Regions from separate parts of the Sus scrofa genome. Here region 1 is linked to region 2. A link is a contact called in public Hi-C data. All regions are on one chromosome and are shown on one strand. Each heading gives the region's core, a stretch centred on a gene start, on an enhancer-like site or on the middle of the called end of the contact. The rest is flanking DNA. Distances are from core to core; before and after follow the strand shown. Region 1 has its middle 7.1 kb from the start of R1C1. Region 2 has its middle 260 kb from the start of MAN2B1.

The links. A called contact is a pair of places that touch in the nucleus more often than the background predicts.
Region 1: a contact with region 2 is called in a Hi-C map of omental adipose tissue, with 4 times the contacts expected there. The contact joins two enhancer-like sites. A contact is called at or near these places in 1 of 5 promoter capture datasets (liver) and 22 of 47 Hi-C or Micro-C datasets (alveolar macrophages, blood, brain and 13 more).

Annotation. Positions count from the first base shown.
Region 1 is chr2:67,096,924-67,100,631 of Sscrofa11.1, forward strand. No RefSeq gene overlaps it. Among named protein-coding and RNA genes, the nearest start is that of R1C1, 7.1 kb to the right of the region's middle. Within about 2 kb of position 1,273, at least 1 of the 83 cell types and tissues checked has an H3K27ac peak or open chromatin away from gene starts, as enhancers often do. A contact at or near this core is called in omental adipose tissue, where this site is marked.
Region 2 is chr2:66,582,972-66,586,689 of Sscrofa11.1, forward strand. No RefSeq gene overlaps it. Among named protein-coding and RNA genes, the nearest start is that of MAN2B1, 260 kb to the left of the region's middle. Within about 2 kb of position 2,025, at least 54 of the 83 cell types and tissues checked have an H3K27ac peak or open chromatin away from gene starts, as enhancers often do. A contact at or near this core is called in omental adipose tissue, where this site is marked.

The DNA of each region.
Region 1 (3,708 bases), core at 23-2,522, 510 kb after region 2:
GTGATCTATGGCAATACCAGATCCTTAACCCACTGAGCAAGACCAGGGATCGAACCTGCATTCGCAGATACTAGTCAGGTTTTTAACCCATTGAGCCACAATGGGAACTCTCCATGTTTTTTTTCTTCTAAAATTTAATTTAATTTAATTTTCATATTACTCAATGAATTTATTACATTTATAGTTGTCCACTGATATAGCATTTCCATCCCAAACCTCAGCTTTCCCCATCTCCACGTCTTTTTTTATATTAGAATCACTCACCTGGTATCTGGACTTACTGAGGCTCAGGTTCTTTGCATTTCATTGCAGAAGGAATTCATCAAGAGGCAAAGTGATAGGCAAGAAATAGATTTATTAAGGTAAGAGCCTTGTGAGGGGATACTAGTGGACAGGCAAGGAGGCTCTACCCCAAGGATCAGGTGGGCTATATTTTCTATAATCCAAGGAAAGTGGGGAGGGGGAAAAGACTGCCTCTTTCTCTTTCTTCGAGTCCTGCTATGCTGCAACGGGATTGGCAGCATCTCTGCACTGCCAGGACACAGGCTCGAATCCTGGCCCTGAACAGTGGGATAAAGGATCTGGTGTTGCCACAGCTGTGGCGTGGGTCACAACTGTGGCTTGGATTCAATTTCTGGCCGGGGGACTTCCATATGCCATAGGTGTGGCCATAACATTAAAAACAAAACAAAACCCCAAACCCTGCAATTCTGGAGTTCCCTGGTGGCCTAGTAGTTAAGGATCCAGCATTGTCACTGCTCTGGTTTGTGTTTGATCCCTGGCCTGGGAACTCCATATGCTGAGGGGTGGTAAAAAACAAACAAACAAACAAAAAACCCAAAACGACCCAACTTGCAAGATCCTTAACCCCCTGAGTGAGGCCAGGGATCAAACCTGTGTCCTCATGGATACTGGTCAGATCGTTTCCATTGAGCCACGACTGGAATTCCCACAATTGTTTTATTTTTATTTACTTATTTGTTTATTTATTTATTTTGTCTTTTTGCCATTTCTTGGGCCACTCCTGCGGAATATGGAGATTCCCAGGCTAGGGGTCTAATCAGAGCTGTAGCCACCGGCCTATGCCAGAGCCACAGCAACGTGGGATCCGAGCCGCATCTGCGATCTACACCACAGGTCATGGCAACGCTGGATCCTTAACCCACTGGGCAAGGCCAGGGATCGAACCTGCAACCTCATGGTTCCTAGTCTGATTCGTTAACCACTGCCCCACGATGGGAACTCCGCACAATTGTTTTATTTTTAATCACAGTCACAGTATCTCTCTCTTCTCTCTCACAGCCTCTTCTTGCACTGCCTCAGATTAGGGTCTGGTGGCCCCTCCCCTTTTGGACCCCAGACAGTGCTGCTCCTGGGTGCAGAGGGAAGAGGAAGCAGAGATTCATATGTCCTGCCGGTTGGATGGATGGAAAAACTGAAACACTTAACGCCACTTTCCTAATGTGCCACAATTTGGGAAGCCTTGGGGGAAGCTGAGTTTGCAGCTTCCCTGTGGTGAAGGAACCAGGAGTAGCAAGTATGCGCCTGGTACCAGGAGGCTCCCTGGAAACTGCTGTTGCCGGGACTTGAGGACCGTGAGACGTCCTAGCTGTGTGTTTCTGCTGCCCCCGTGTGTCTTAATTTGGAATTGCACGAATTGTCCAGACTGGCACCAATGTCCTGCTTTGAGAAGGAAGCTCAAGATACCAAGGGTCCATCCCCCTGGAAAAAATGCCTCTAGGAGGATGTGGGTACATCAGGCAGCCTCTAAGGTAGCTAAGATCCCAAAGGGCCCTCGTATTTACTCCGTGTGTAATGCCCTCTCCTTGAATGTGGGCTAGACATGTGACTTGCCTCCAACAAGTGGAGTATAGCAAAAATGATAAAAACCCATTCTGATATAAGATTATAAAGTTTGTTGGAGTTCCCATTGTGGCTCAGTGGTAATGAACCTGACTAGTATCCATGAGGACTCGTGTTCGATCCCTGGTCTCACTCAGTGGGTTAAGGATCTGGTTTTGCTGTGAGCTGTGGTAGAGGTCGAAGATGTGGCTCAGATCCTGCATTGCTGTGCCTGTGTCCTTCTGATCTTCACTTGTCCCTTCCTCCCTCCCCCTCCTCCCTACCTGCCCTCTCTCCCTTTCTTTGTCTCTCTTTCTTTCTCTGCCCTGTGTAAAGCTCCATATATCAAGTTTCTTGGGATGGGCTATGATGGAGGATAATATGAGAAAAAGAATATGTATGTATGTATGACTGGGTCACTTTGCTATATGGCAGAAATTGGCACAACACTGTAAATCAACTACACTTCTTAAAAAAAAAAAAAAAAAAAAAGAGGTCCCAGAGTTCCTGTTGTGGCGCAGTAGAAATGAACCCAACTAGGAACCATGAAGTTGCAGGTTCGATCCCTGGCCTTGCTCAGTGGGTTAAGGATCTGGTGTTGCCGTGAACTCTGGTGTAGGTCACAGAAGCAGCTCGGATCCTGCATTGCTGTGGCTGTGGTGTAGGCCAGCGGCTGTGGCTCCAATTCGACCCCCGCCTGGGAACTTCCATGTGCCCCGGATGTGGCCCTAAAAAGACAAAAAAATAAAAATAAATTTAAAAAAGGTCCGTATGTCCAGGAGCTGCCATCAATCAGTGGACAACTGAGATCTGCTCAGTGTAAGGCTGGAAACAGATCCCCGTCTTTTGTCAAGATATGAGATTATGGAGTTCCCGTCGTGGCGCAGTGGTTAACGAATCCAACTAGGAACCATGAGGTTGCGGGTTCGGTGCCTGCCCTTGCTCAGTGGGTAAACGATCCGGCGTTGCCGTGAGCTGTGGTGTAGGTTGCAGACGCGGCTCGGATCCCGAGTTGCTGTGGCTCTGGCGTAGGCTGGTGGCTACAGCTCCGATTCAACCCCTAGCCCGGGAACCTCCATATGCCGCGGGAACGGCCCAAGAAATAGCAACAACAACAACAACAAAAAGACAGAAGACAAAAGACAAAAAAAAAAAAAAAAAAGATATGAGATTATGAGATTACCACAGTTCCTGCTAATGACTTTTTTTTTGGCTGTGCTCGCAGCATGTGGAAGTTCCTAGGCCAGTACGGACCTGAGCCGCTGCAGTGACAACATCGGACCCTTAACCTGGTGCACCACAAGAGAACTCCCCTGCTAACATCTTTATTGAAGCCTTATGAGAGACCTGAGCCAGTCACCCAGCCAAACTACTCCCCATTTCCTGGCCCAACGAAACTACAAATATTAACTGTTGGTTGTTTTAAGGTAAGTTCTATCTTGAGCTTATAATGCTTGCAGGATTTTGTTCCAGGGTTAAGAATAAAACAAATCTAAAAGTGAAAAAAAAAAAAAAAAAAGGCATGAACAACACCTTAAAACTTACTTAAATACTAGCTTGTTCCTGACTTTTTTTTTCTTTTTTTCTTTTTTTGGCCTTTTAGGGCTGCACCTGCGTCATATGTAGGTTCCCAGGCTAGGGGTCTAACTGGAGCTACAGCTGCCGGCCACAGACACAGCCGCAGCAATGCAGGATCCCAGCTGCATCTGCAGCCTACACCACAGCTCATGGCAATGCCAGATCCTTAACCCACTGAGTGAGGCCAGGGATCAAACCCGCAACCTCATGGTTCCTAGTGGGATTCATTTCTGCTGTGCCCTGATGGGAACTCTGGCTTGTTCCTGACTTTGCATGTGCAGTTCCCTT
Region 2 (3,718 bases), core at 775-3,274:
GCTCAGAGGGTTAAAGATCCTGCATTGCCGAGGGCAGTAGCATAGGTTGCAGAGGCGGCTCAGATCTGACATTGCTGTGGCTGAGGCATAGGCCAGCGGCCACAGCTCCAATTCAACCCCTAGCCTGAGAACTTCCATATGCCATGGGTGCAGCCCAAAAAGAGAAGAAAAAAAAAGCTATCAACAAATTTCAACACCACTTGACAAGGAAAACTCTCAATAAACTGTGACAAGAAGGGAAGTTACTCAACTTGAAATAATGCATCAATAAAAACCCAGAGCTAACAATATGCTTGATGGTGAGTCTGAAGGCTTTCTCTCTAAGATCAGAAACAAGACACAGATGTCTGCTCTAATCAGTTCTATTTATCACTGTAAAGAAGGTGCTACCAGGAAAACTGGGTAAGAACATTTCAAGGGTATATACATTTAACTCCTCAGGCAGACACAAAAGCACACAGATGTTTTCACAGCACATATACGACACATGCAGACACAGACACAAAACTCTGAGAATTAATGGCTCAAACACAAGGATATTCCCAAAGATCCCAAGGCTTCTGTACTCCCCTCAGTTTAGGACTAATCACCATCAGACATGTGGTATAATTTTACTTAGATTTCTCCTTTCTTCTCTCCTAGAATGTCAGCTTTTAAGCACGCAGGGATATTTCCTTGGCTTTGTTCACCACAACACCTACCAGAAGGCCTGTCACCAAAGGAGATAGATACTAATTGAATGGCAGGGCTCACAAGGAGTCAAACAGACATACACACTCACATGGAGGTTTTACAGAAACTTCATCATAGGCCCAGAGCTTCACACAGTGAATGGTTCTTACTCCCATCCCCTATGGTAGAGGGGTGTCTTCTGGTTCCCCATCTATTCCCCAAAAAGGGTGTTTGGGCTCCTCCTAATGGGGAAGAGGCTTCACACTTCCTGACACCCTACAGTATAAAAAGCACATCTCTACAATAATTACATAAAATGGGAGACTATGGATGGCAGTGTCATTGCTGGAAAAGGCACACACACACCCTGGTTTTACACAAACTTCATCACAGGCCCACTCCACCTGATCTTAACAGAGTGAACTGTTTTCAGCTCCATCCCCTGTGACACATGGGAGTCACGGAGGCCCCCAAACCGACTCTCCTAATGGCAAAAGGACTTCAGACTTTCTGGGCTGACAGAGTACACTAGGATCTTCTCTTAAGAAAAACTTCTCAGGGAGTTCCCTTCGTGGCTCAGTGATTAACCAACGTGACTAGTATCCATGAGTATCCATCCAATCCCTGGCCTCGCTCAGCGGGTTAAGGATGTGGCGTTGCCAGAGAGCTGCACTGTAGGTTGCAGACGCGGCTAGGATCGCGCTGTTGCTGTGGCATAGGCTGGTAGCTGCAGCTCCTATTCGACTCCTAGCCTGGGAACTTCCACACGCTACAGGTGAAGCCCTGAAAAGACAGACAGACAGACAGACAGAAAGAAAGAAAGAAGGAAAGAAAGAAGGAAGGAAAGAAAGAAAGAAAGGAAGAAGAAGGAAGGAAGGAAGGAAGGAAGGAAGGAAAGAAAAGAAAAGAAAAGAAAAGAAAAAACTTCCCAGGAGCCTGAAGAGGTGTCTCGGGGTCCGCAATGACTGGAGTTGCGTTCCAGCCACTCACGTTGTTCCAATTGCTTCCAGAAACTCACCCCTCACGATATGACCCCTTCCTCACTTTGCTTTCCTACTGGAGGTTCAGTGAGGGCAACAAAGGTTTCTGCATTCTCCCTTGGCCTCCATACCCTCTGGGCTGTCTCCTCCGGACAGTATCCATCACCCCCCAGGTCTCACCGGCACACAGAGGTCCGCCCCCTCCCCCCCCGCCTCTCCCGGGCCTGGATCGCTGTCCCTACTTGATCGGGGAGCAGCGGCCTCGACACCTCAGATCCCTGGTCTCCTAGACACAAAGAGATCACTTTAGGGGCTCTGGAAAGCACTGAAAGCTGTGGCAGGAACAGGTGGGTACGTGGCTCTGCCCCTTTCCGCCTCTTCCCCTGCGAAACTGGGAGCTGGTCCTCCAACTGAGCCCCCGCCCCCTCCTGCGCCTGCGCACTTCAGGGAAGGCGAAAATCCCGTTAGGCGCCTTTCATCTGGAGACCGTACCACGTTGAATACTAGAGTTTTGTGAAGCAAAGGGGGCGCCAGCCTGAAGAGGGTCTGGCTGAGTTCGCCATTTCCCACAGACAACGGTGCTGGAGATCCGCAGAGATTTTCCTGTACCAGAAAAAGAGCAGTCACCGGGCTCAGTGCAACAGCTTTGTGGAGGCCGATCCTGGGGGGGAGGGAGCAGGACGTGTTCAGCGCATGCGCTGCCAAAAACTCTGGACTGCGCCAGGAAACTAAGGGAGGGTGATGTGGTGATAGTGGTGTCTGTTTGAGTGACAGTTACTGGAGCTAGGACAAGGCAGGGCATCTCTTTTCAACATTATTGGTAGTTTTGAAGCTATTGTAAAACTGTACTTGTTGGTAGAGGTGATGTTTGTCTGACAGCGAGGAATTGTGTGTCCGAGGGACCTGAGCCTCACAGCGTTTCTGTGTTCCGCCACTGCTTCATCTCACAGTCACTTGGGATTCCAACAGAAAATGTCTAGAGTGGGATAGTGTTGCACAAATATTTCCCAGTAAGCAGGTACAGAGTATGCTAGAGATGGGAAATGTAGAAGCTAGAAATGGTCTCAAGACCTGCTCTGGGAATTCGTAACATTGATGCTCAAGGATTAGATTAGGACGCACTCAAGTCATATCCTACTTGGGGAGATCTGAACACGCACCTTTGTGTCAGGGCACAGCATTGCCACATCTGACCCAAGAAACCTGGAGTCCACTCAAAGATAGACCCGGAGAACTCTATCACTTTCTTACCAGTTATGTGAATGACAGCGAGAGGGGGTGTAACTTTGGAGGGTGTGTCCTAAGTCAGACTTGGTACCAAGAAAAGTCCTGTTGTGATCCATGACCTTCTTTCTTTCTACTCCTTCCCTTTTCTTCCTATGAAGGACTCCAGGAGGTAGAAAGAAGTGTTACACATGTAAAATTCAAGTTTCAGGAGTGTTTAACACTCTCCTAGCATGTGAAAGCATTTACGTTGTTTTCTATTAGTTTTTAGAATGTGCACATACGATTTTGAGTGTAGCTGTGAGTTTTACAGATGTATAGTTATACTACTACCAAGTTAGAAGATACTTCATCACCCCAAAGGAACACTCTGGTGGTGCCTGGTTGTAGAGAACCCTCCCTACCCTTAACCACTGATCTGTTTTTAGTTCTTATAATTTTGCCCATTTCACAGTGTCATGTGTGGAATATCATGTTGTCTTACGAATTGTTGGAAAGTTTGATTCCACATTTGTAAAAGTACATAATTATGCATACCTGGTAGTGTTCTGAGTTTGCAATTTTTGACATCGCCCAGAAAAGCGGCACTGATTATGCCTTTGACATAGAGATTCCACTGTTTTGAGTTATGTGAACTGACATAAGACCCCATGCTTAACTTTCTTCATTTGCATTATGGGAGCAAAAATGGAGACAAGAGATCAAATGAGATACTAATAATTATAAAATCACATGTCAAACTGCTAAGAAAGCATAAATTACTGCTGGAACAAAACGGAGCAAGTTTGGACTTCCATTGCTGTTTAATTAAACAAAAACTGTCACCTTTTACCTTATCTTCC